2 separate regions of the Sus scrofa genome follow, and region 1 is linked to region 2. The links are chromatin contacts, called in public Hi-C maps. All regions are on one chromosome and are shown on one strand. The core of a region is the stretch at or near the end of the contact, and the rest is flanking DNA. Distances in the headings are between cores, read along the strand shown.

Region 1 (5,098 bases), core at 253-2,752, 300 kb after region 2:
CAACATAGTCCCACCCCCGCCCCCCAAGGCCAAGCATGAGTGCGGTTTATTGCAAGAAAAAGTAACTTCTTGCTCCTCCATGTAGGTTGTCCATTAGCTAGCTCTAGTTTTTTTGTTTGTTTGTTTGTTTTTTTTTTGAGAAAAGTGAGAGGTAGTTAACTAGGAAAACCCTATGCCAAAAGTTCTCCCACGCCCTTAAGTATCACCACGGGTGCTTAGCAAACGTGCAGATTTCTGTGCCCAGTACCAGGTCACACAGGGTGGTGCTGGAAGTTTTTCCTAATCTCACCTCTTTCTAGCTTTCCCAAGACGTTTACACACAGTTGTGAACAGTTCTTCACTCTTTTTTTTTTTTTTTTTTTTCCCATGAAAGACTGGTCCCCACTTGCCAGCATCTATGAAGATGCTCCAGGAGGAAGGCGGACACGCAGCTGACGGGCGCACCTTCTCAGGTAGGCCTCCGACACAACTTGCAGGCAGGTTCTCTCCTTCCGCAGAGCTCAATGCGGAATCGTTTATGATCTACAGACCCAACTCGGAGTCCCCAGAGGACTGCCCTGGAACTCCTGGATTCCTTCTTAGAATTAGGACCAGTCAATTTCCTTCGGTTCCATTCCACCGGGGGGGGGGGGGGCTTGGCAGGCCGGGTTTGTGTTGCTGGGGACAGGTTCTGGAGCGAGGAGGATCGAATCCCGGGAAAGGCTTCCTTGGGACCATCTCTCCAACCTCGTCCCCGTTCTAGGACAAGCCTTTTCCTCTCGCAGGTGGGGAGGCTGGGTTGGAGCCACAGTGGGATTCGGGGGGGGGGGCTTTTCTATGCAACCTCGCGATTCGCTGCCCGCATTTCCCGCCTCTTTTCTTCCCCTTCCCTAACACCTTCTCCTCCCCTTTGCTCCTAGCAAAGTCTACGACCCCTCTCCTCTCCGGCTCGCGGCCCGGCGTCTTCTGTAACAAACCCGGGTTAAAGCAGGGGGTGTGAGTGTGGCTACAGCCAGAAGAAGGTTCGTCCGGGCGGCGGCGGGGGTGGTGGGTGGATTGTCACTCTGGATGCCTCCTCACCGGGCCCTCTCGCCCCGAGACGACCCTCTCCCCGACGTCCCTCCAGAAGCTGAGTGCGGCTGCCGGTGACAGAGGGGGGGCCCGCTGCCCATCAATCCCAGTCCCTCCTCCAGGCTGCTCTCAATGGGCGTGCTTGCCGGGCACCCCTCCTTCTCCCTTCCGCCTGCCATCCTACCCACCTACTCGGCCGCGGTGCTCTGGGGTCGGCTGCGCTCCGGCCTGGAGGGAGAAGGGGCGGGGAGTAACGGAGCAGGCGGAGCAGAGAGGACTGGAAAGAGGGGGCGGCGAGGCTACGTGGTGCCGCGCCGCCCGAGAGCGCCCGAGCCCTTGCGCGCGCGCACCTCGCTGATGCTCGGGCGGCAGGCGGCGGGCGGAGCTGCGGGCGGCGCGGGCGGTGGAGCCGCCGGCTGAGCGGGCGGAGCGAACGGCGGGCGGAGCGAGGGGTGGGAGGGAGCGCGCGAGCGGACAGGCGGGCTAGTAGCGTCTCCACCAGCATCTGCCGCGGCCGCATTTGCCCGAAGCCCGGAGACGGACCGACGGACAGATCGTTTGGCGGACGGGCTTGGGCGCTCTCCTTGTGCTCGGGGCCACCTTCAGCGAAGCTAGGGGTTTGCAGCGCGCGCTTCCCCGCCCGCTCGCAGCCACTCCGGCTCCGGCGGCCTCGGCGCGCGAGGGACTGGAGGTGCGGGAGCCGCTCTCCGCCGGTGGGTCCCTGCGCTGCTCAGCCCGGGCCGCCGCGCCGCGGCAGCGAGCGGCCTCTCTGAGCCCCCCGCTCCCCTCCGGCCCGCTCTGAGCAACGGTGCTCCGGGGCTCCAAACTCGGGCTGCCGGGGCAAGTGTCTTCATGAACCCAGAGGATGTCCGGGAAGCATTACAAGGGTCCTGAAGTCAGTTGTTGCATCAAATATTTCATATTTGGCTTCAATGTCATATTTTGGGTAAGTTAGAGCGCTTCTGGGATTTCAACTATTGTGGCCGATCGATTCGCGACGGTTTCCCCCACGTTGCTCTCTGCCTTTACTTTTCGCAGCCCCTTGGGCGCTTGCTGGAGCACGGAGAGGCTTTTGCCTTCCGCCTTTCAGCCTGCGCGTCGGAGAGATAAACATTTAATCCTTTCTAGGAATGGGAAGAGGTAAAAAGAGAACCCGAGCTGGAAAGGGGGCACCCAGGCCTTGGGGTGGCTGTTTGAGGGACGAATAGCATGGATGCATATGAAAGAAAGGACTCGGCAGTTTGAGAAATGAGCAACCACTCGAATGAAATTTCCTCCCGGCGGGATATGGATGTTGGGCAGAGCGTGGTGTCATAACAGGGAAGGCTAATCGGGCAGAGCCGACCCTGAGGTCCACCTTCTAACACGGATCTGATTGGACGAGGGCTTGGCTCCGTGTTGCCGCGGCTGGTCTGTGCCATGCTCAGCGTGTATCTTCTTGCACCATCTCCGGCTTTGTGTAGGATGCAGATGCGGTGGTATATGGTTCTGTAATGTGCACGTAAATAACGCTTCCTGCACGTTTTTCCCCTTCATCTGGAAAGAGCTCTTTGGCATCATGGACTGACGAGGGGCGCGTGGGGTGGAGGGATTTTCTTTCTCTGTATTATTGTCAGGATAATAACAAGTCACCATCAACATATGTCTCAGTGTGTTCGTGTCTCACGTCCTCCTTTTCTGAGGAGCGACGTAGAGCGGGCTGTTTTGGGGAAACCTTGGAGAAATGCAAAGGAGAAGGTGTTACAAGACACGTTCCGTGGGGGTACCGAGAGAGCAAATGCTTGAATGAAAGATTCAAACCATGCTCTGTAGGCACTACAGTGTGCTGGGCACTATTGTAATTAGGCTGGGGCGCCCACTCTTTTGTTTTGTTTGGATGCTTTTCCTTGATCTCACAAACATGTTAAGCAACCAGACAAAGAGTTCACTAGGACAAGGGGAAAATCTTGGTTCAAAGACCGTATTATTTCTCATCTTCCATCCCATCCTCTTCCTTACTGGGTACCCCTCCCTTCCCCCCATGGAAAGTAAAGATGGTGGCCTTGGTGGGGGGGGGGGAAGGAAGGGGGGGTTGTTCTCAAGTTGCTGTTCAGCGTGGGGTCAGTGTGAGATAAACAGTAATCCAGTGGTGGGATCAATAATAATCCACAGCAGTCTGAACACAGGGTATTTATTTTGATTCTCCTTTAATTTTGGAATTTTGGCCATTTGCTGCCAGCGAATACATCTATGAGAATAGTTGTCAATACAGCTCTTCGTATTCTTTTCTATTTTCTGTCACACATTTACCAGGCTATTTTATTTCCTATTTTCTATAGGAGTGTCTTGCATTGCTCATGCATGTTTGGCAAAAGGAAATGAAAGGAATGGGAGATGACTTTCTGTGTCAGCTGTCATCTGGCCTCAGGACTAATTAAAAATAAAGAGGGGGGACATATGAATAAATAGTAGATCCAGTCATTCACAGGGAATATTTTTTGGCCAGGGATTGGACGTGATTTCTGTTAACCGCCACCTCCCTACAGTCAGACGCTGCTACACATACAGGAAGAAGAAATTATTTTCTTTCTTGGCTTCCTTCTTTTCAACCCCTGTTGGAAATGCTGAAAAGTGGTGGGCAGTCACATTTCTGAGCGAGGCCTTTTGATTTTATCTGAACTTGAAACTTTCATGACTTTGAGAGTCAGGGACTATCGAATTGGGACTGGATCTGGTCGGGGGTCGTGAGTTCAAGCCTCTTGACTCTACTTGAACACTTCCAAAAGTTGCACATTTCAGCTGCCAGGCAACAAAAAGCACCCAGGAGCTTTCTCTGAAGTTTCATATCAGGAGGTGGTAAAGAAATAAAGGGATTTGAGCCTTTTCCCTGACAGTTTGGTGTAATTTCGCAGAGTGTGCAGAGGCACATTTAGTATTTTCTGTGGGTCGGGTTGGAGCAGAACCTCTGGAATTGTGGAGGGCGTCAAAGAACCTCTGGAATTGCGGAGTGCTTGCATACAGAGTTCCAGAAGAGAGTCACATCTTGTCTGATTTTGAAGGTATTCATTTCTGGGAGGAGTTCTGTGGGAAGCCTGAAAGGAGGTGTGGACGATGGAACCAAACCAGCTGCACCAGACAGAACTGTTCTGTAGACGCCTTTGTTATAAGGACCCTTCTCTTACTCTGCTTTTGACACTGGATCCTCCTTTCTGTGCTAAAACCTTCCACTCATACACCCCTTCATCCCTTTCCTGTGCTGCCGTCTGCTTCGGAATCAGCCCATGTATGAATCTCCCAGTTTGTCAGTACCCTGATCTCTGAAGCAATGATCCATAGGAAGGTAGCCATGATATTTGATCACAGTAATTCAGACTAGGATGTTAGTGACTGCAGAACCAGGGTGAGGAACTGGCAGCCTGCTTCTTCTGTAAAGTGGCACCTCTGCTCTCTACAGAGTCACCGTCCTGTCTGTGACTGCTGGACACAGTTGTGAAGCAGACACTGATAACAGAGTGTGATTTCCTAATCTTTTGTTTCTACATTGTGAAATTCTAGAAAAAAAAAAATTAGGACCATTGAAGACATTTTGAGGACAAGTTCTGGGAAAATAAAAATTGAGACCATGGTAGCCTCTGCGTTTAAGCGTTTGATTCACTTACTAATGAGTAGTTTTAATTCTTGCTACTCAGTTAACTGCCCTGGGCCTTAGTTCTTCAGCTGTTAAAATGAGGTTAGAGGAGTTCCCGTCATGAATCTGACTGGCATCTATGAGGATGCAGATTTGGTCCCTGGCCTCGCTCAGTGGGTTAAGGATCCAGCGGCGTTGCCATGAGCTGTGGTGTAGGTTGCAGATGCTGCTTGGATCCTGAGTGGCTGTGGCTCTGGTGTAGACCAGCAGCTACAGCTCAGATTTGATCCCTAGCCTGGGAACTTCCAGATGGCTGGGGTGTGGCCCTAAAAAGACCAAAAAAAAAAAAAAAAAAAAAAAGGAAGTTAGAGAAGTTGTAAGGTTCTTTTAGTTCTGAAAAAGTGTGAGTCCTTTGAGCTAGGGGAGAAGAACACAAGAAGT
Region 2 (5,405 bases), core at 915-3,414:
ATACTTCCCATCCTACAGTACTGAGGACACCTTGCATGTTTTCACAAGTGTGTTGACATTTTCCCACAAACCCCAATGAGCCAACGTTCCCTCTGCTGAATAATACCATACCTAAGAGAATCCCACCTTTCCTTGATGAACATGGTTTCATAAGTGTCTGTACCTATTAATTCATTTAGCATTACAAAATGCCAACTAACTTTAAACAATGTAAACCACATGATTCTATTCAGACAGTACACAATTTTCAAAAGCATGCTGCTAGGGGTCTTTTTGGTTGTGGTTTGAAGTCCAGGTCCCACATTGACCTCAACAAATTATAGAATTTGACAATTATTTTAAAGAAACAAAAGGACTCAGACCAGTTTAGTACGTTGAGTAGTCCCAATGCTATTTTTAGAATGAGCAACACTTCATGTGCAACTTTTTCCAAACGATACTAACAAGGTCAAGGATCATGTCCTATCTGAAAACAAGACCTGTGCAACTTAGCTAGGATCTCTTATCTACAAGTGTTGGGCCTTAAGGATCTTATTTACATGTTAATTTTACATACACCTTATGTTTACATTTTATATTTGAAATAATATCATTGTTTATTGTTTATATGTTTGTCTTTATTCTATTTATTTATTCATACAGTGCTACATAAACGATTAATGTTTTACCAGCATTTCACATTCACTGAGTAATATGTACCTCAGAACAACCTTGTGAACTATGTAAGTAAAAGTATCATCTTCCCCTCGGTACAGTGGTGGGATTGGAGCTCAGAAAGATTAAGTAACTTGATTAGTTCAAGATCTTACAGTCACCGGCAAGGGCAGGGCCTTGACCAGACTTTCGGACTCTTTGTTCACGCTCTCCTCCCCCAAGAACACTACCAATTTAGTACTTGAATATTCATGTGTCTCTCTTCAAGAAACCTGGTCTGTAACTAAAAGCCAAACTACGCTGCCGGGCCAATACTCTAAGCGTCAAAATGTGCCCGCAATACTAGCACTCCTCAGTAAACATAAACACGAGCACACGTTTCAGTCCGGACCCCTTTCAATGCTGGCTTTGCTCCACTGCACAAAACTTACTAAAATACACTACGGCCTTAAAGCATAACCCTTAATGGAACTGTCTTTTTCACTCAGAGGGAAACTGGGTAAAACAGAAGGACTCACCCTGTTAGTTTACGGTCTTGTAAATTAATAATTTTGGATGCCAAAGGAAAAAAATGAATTACACAGACTCTCTCCATTCCTCAACCCCAAAGTTGCTTAAGTGTCAGTGCGCAGCAGTAAAACCTAGGAACAGAGGTGGGGCTGGAGCTAGGATTCCTCCTCTCTGCGACTCCATGGTCCCAAGCAACTCACTCCTCAAAGCCCAGCTGGTGTCTTCTGACCCCCAATCCCGTCGGGACCGGGGTACTACCCGCCCCGCAGCCCCCCGCGACCAAGATCAGAGCCCTGCCAGGAGCTGGGGCTGTGGTGGCTCACACGGCTGGGGCTGCCCCCTTCCCGCGGCGTCCCCATCTGTCTTGCGGAGCCCGCACACCTGGCCCCGAAACACAGCGCCCTAAGACTGCCGGGTACCCAGGGCAAGTCAGCTTCCGCCCCCAGCCCACGTGGCCGCGGCCGACCGCGCCCCCGCCCCCCCGCGTGCGCCCTGCGCAGCCGGGGTCCGAAGGGCCGGGGATTCCTCAGGGGCGAGAAGGGGCAGCGGCACTGCAGACGAGGTGGGAAGGAAGCGCGGCCGGCGCGCCCGCCTGGGGAAGAGGAGGAGCGTGTCCCGACCGGCCGCGAGGACAGGCGGGGAGGGGAAGGGGTCGGTGGCGGCGGCGGCGCCTCGGGGGGGCGGGTGTCTACCTGCGAGCAGAAGTATGAGCCCTGGATGCCCAGCTTGATGCAGGTGGGACACTGGAGCTTGGCCTCACTGCTGCAACCATCCGTCTCGCACACACGCGTCTCCACGGCCGCCATGCTGCCTGGCTGCTGGAGGAGCGCCTCACGGAGGAAGAAGGGGAGGGGGAGGGAGAAACGGCTGGGCGGAGGGAGGGCAGAGGAGGGGAGGGAGGCCGAGCCGGGGGAGGAGCTCAGCCCGCCCCGCCTGGGCGCGGGAGGAGGAGAAGCGCCAGACCACGCTGCGCGCCCCGCTCCCGCCCAGCGCGCAGCTGGCGCCCCGCCCCGCGGCCTTCGCCCCGCCCACTGCCCGCGGCCCCCGCCTCCCGGAGGCCGGCGTGCACGTGGGGGCCGCCGGAGAGCTTCAGGGAGCCCAGCGTCCGCGTGTCCTTTCCCCGGCTAGCTCGCCCGCCTGGTGGTGTCGGAGAAGGCCCGGGGCGGCCGACTAGGAGAGGCCTTCACGCCTCGCGTTCTCTGTGCCTAGAGAGAGCTCCCCAGTCCCTTACTGACTGGATCCCAGGGTCTTGAACGTCTCCCACACTCTCAGACGGTTGAAAAGGGCACTTGGCTCCTCTGTTTTGGTCCACCCGGCAGCTCCTTGGAAAAGGAAAGTAATTCTCTTTTTAAAGTTCTTTTTCTCGCTCATAGTGTCTGTTCTAAGGCCCAAGAACAACTGCTCATTCACAAAAAAGGAAGCCAGGGAACTGTCAATGAAGAGGTGGGTTGGGATTTGCGTCCGCGCTCCCTCCTGCGGTATTTCTTTTCACACCACCCCCCTCCATTCACAGTGTACGGTGCTGGAGATGGTAACACAACCTCTGGATATTCAATACAAACCATATTTTTTCGTGTTATCTCATTCCATTGTTTACTAAGTATCTAGGAAACAATTGCAGTGATCATGAAATGTCAGAGTTGAAAGGAGCTTCAGAGGTCCTCTATGCAAACCTGTTGCTTAAATCTCTTAAACTACATCACACATCTTCCATTTTCTGACTGGTGCTTGAATACCTCCTGTCACTAGGAAAGAGAGAGGAACTAATATTTATTGATAATCAACTAAGTGCTGTGAGGAGTTACCATTGTGGCTCAGTGGAAACAATGCAAATAGTGTCCATGAGGATGCGGGTTCGAGCCTTGGCCCCACTGCATGGATTGGGGATCCAGTAATAACTGTGGAATGTGGTGTAGGTCGCAGATGAGGGTCAGATCCTGCGTTGCCATGGGCTGTGGCTCTGATTTGACCCCTGGCCTGGGAACTTCAATGTGCCATGTGGGTGTGATCCTTAAAAAAAAAAACTAAGTGCTGTGAACTTTGTGTTATCTTAGTGCATACTTTTTTAAACATTTTCATATTTGATAGACGAGAAAAGCTCATATTTTTAATGTCTTTGTTATATAGGCAAAACAAATAATATAATAAAATCAAATAATAATTTTTTTTGTCTTTTTAGTGCTGCTCCTGAGGCATACGGAGGTTCCCAGGCTAGGGGTGGAATGGGAGCTGTAGATGCCAGCCTGTGCCACAGCCACAGCAATGCCAGATCCCAGCCACCTCTGCAATCTACGCCATAGCTCACTGCATTGCCAGATCCTTAACCCACTGAGCGAGGCCACGGATTGAACCTGCATCCTCAAAGATATTAGTCAGATTCATTTCCTCTGAGCCACCATGGGAATGCCTCAAGTAATGAACTCTAAAATGTTGTATACACGTAAGCAAAAAGAAATCAACCACCAAATATAGGTATATATGTGTGTATATGTTATGTGTATATGTGTATATAGTACATATATATGATATTTTTTAACAAAACTGGACCATACTATGCAGAATATTTAGTTCCCTGTTTTCTTCAATTATGTTGTGAACTTCCTTTATGGCCATCAAATATACTTTTACCACATAATTTTAACATCTGCAAAATATTCTGTTGTATGAGTAATTTACAAAGCCAAATTCACTAATAATAAACATTTAGGTTATTTTTAATTGTTATAAACAAGGTTTTTGCGAATACGTTTCCAGTTTGAACTCTGCATAAATCCTTATTAGGGTATATTCTGTTTTTTGTTTTTTTCTTAGGGCCGCACCTATGGCACATAGAGGTTACCAGGCTAGGGGTCTAATCGGAGCTACAGCTGCTGTCCTCTGCCACAGCAACACCAGATCTGAGCCGCCTCTGTGACCTACACCACAGTTCACAGCAATGCCAGATCTTTAACCCACTGAGTGAGGCTAGGGATCGAACCCGCGACCTCATAGTTCCTAGTCGGATTTGTTTCTGCTGCACCATGAGAGGAACTCCAGGGTATATTCTTAAAAGTGGAATTGCTACATCAAAGGGTTGTCTTTTTTTATTCAGTTTGCCAAATTTCTCTCCAGAAAGTTACAAATTTACACTCTGGTCAGAACTGTATTAGAGATCTTATTTCCTGAGACCTGACTAGTACTAGATATTATCTGTTTTTAATGCTTTTCATTTCAATAAATAGAAAATGGTACTTTGTGTTAGAGTACCATAAGACAACCTTTTTTATGATTATAGCATTTGTATTTTTTTCTTAGGCGTTTGCTTTTATTTGTCGAATTTCTTTTCTGCAGAAAATTTTTTAAAATTTTTATTTATTTATTTACTTTCGTCTTTTTAGGGTCGCATCTGCAGCATATGGAGGCTCCCAGGCTAGGGGTCTAATCGGAGCTGTAACGGCCTACGCCAGAGCCACAGCAACGTGGGATCCAAGCCACGTCTGTGACCTACACCACAGCTCACGGCAACACCAGATCCTTAGCCCACTGAGTGAGGCCAGGGGTCGAACCCGCAACCTCATGGTTCCTAGTCGGATTCGTTAACCACTGAGCCACGACAGGAATTCCACCCCCCCAAAAAAAAAATTTTAGGAGTTCCCGTCGTGGCGCAGTGGTTAACGAATCCGACTAGGAACCATGAGGTTGCGGGTTCGGTCCCTGCCCTTGCTCAGTGGGTTAACGATCCGGCGTTGCCGTGAGCTGTGGTGTAGGTTGCAGACGCGGCTCGGATCCCATGTTGCTGTGGCTCTGGCGTAGGCCGGTGGCTACAGCTCCGATTCGACCCCTAGCCTGGGAACCTCCATATGCCGCGGGAGCGGCCCAAGAAATAGCAACAACAACAACAACAACAACAAAAAAAAAATTTTAAAGTCAAGAGACAAATTAGCCGGTTGCTCTTAGATTTAGAAAAGTCTCTGGAGTTCCTGTTGTGGCGCAGTGGTTAACGAATCCGACTAGAAACCATGAGGTTTCGGATTCCATCCCTGGCCTTGCTCAGTGGGTTAAAGATCCGGCATTGCCGTGAGCTGTGGTGTAGGTCGCAGACGCGGCTCGGATCCTGCGTTGCTGTGGCTCTGGCGTAGGCTGGTGGCTACAGCTCTGATTCGACTCCTAGCCTGGGAACCTCCATTTCCCGCAGGAGCGGCCTTAGGAAAGGCAAAAAGACAAAAAAAAAAAAAAAAGGGTCCTGTTCCTTTTCCAAATGA

What was found. Hi-C and Micro-C count contacts between places; a contact is called where the count stands out from the background.
Region 1: a Hi-C map of embryonic fibroblasts shows a contact between it and region 2, with 1.6 times the contacts expected there. The contact joins the promoter of TSPAN5 here to the promoter of METAP1 in region 2. A contact is called at or near these places in 2 of 47 Hi-C or Micro-C datasets (embryonic fibroblasts and fetal heart ventricle) and 1 of 2 datasets of contacts at active chromatin or transcription factors (skeletal muscle).

The regions. Positions count from the first base shown.
Region 1 is chr8:121,655,818-121,660,915 of Sscrofa11.1, forward strand. It overlaps TSPAN5 (tetraspanin-5), which reads left to right and starts at 1,503. Exons shown (of 8, transcript XM_003357070.4): 1 at 1,503-1,996. The coding sequence starts at 1,916.
Region 2 is chr8:121,350,448-121,355,852 of Sscrofa11.1, forward strand. It overlaps METAP1 (methionine aminopeptidase 1), which reads right to left and starts at 2,165. Exons shown (of 11, transcript XM_003129313.5): 1 at 1,857-2,165. The coding sequence starts at 1,970.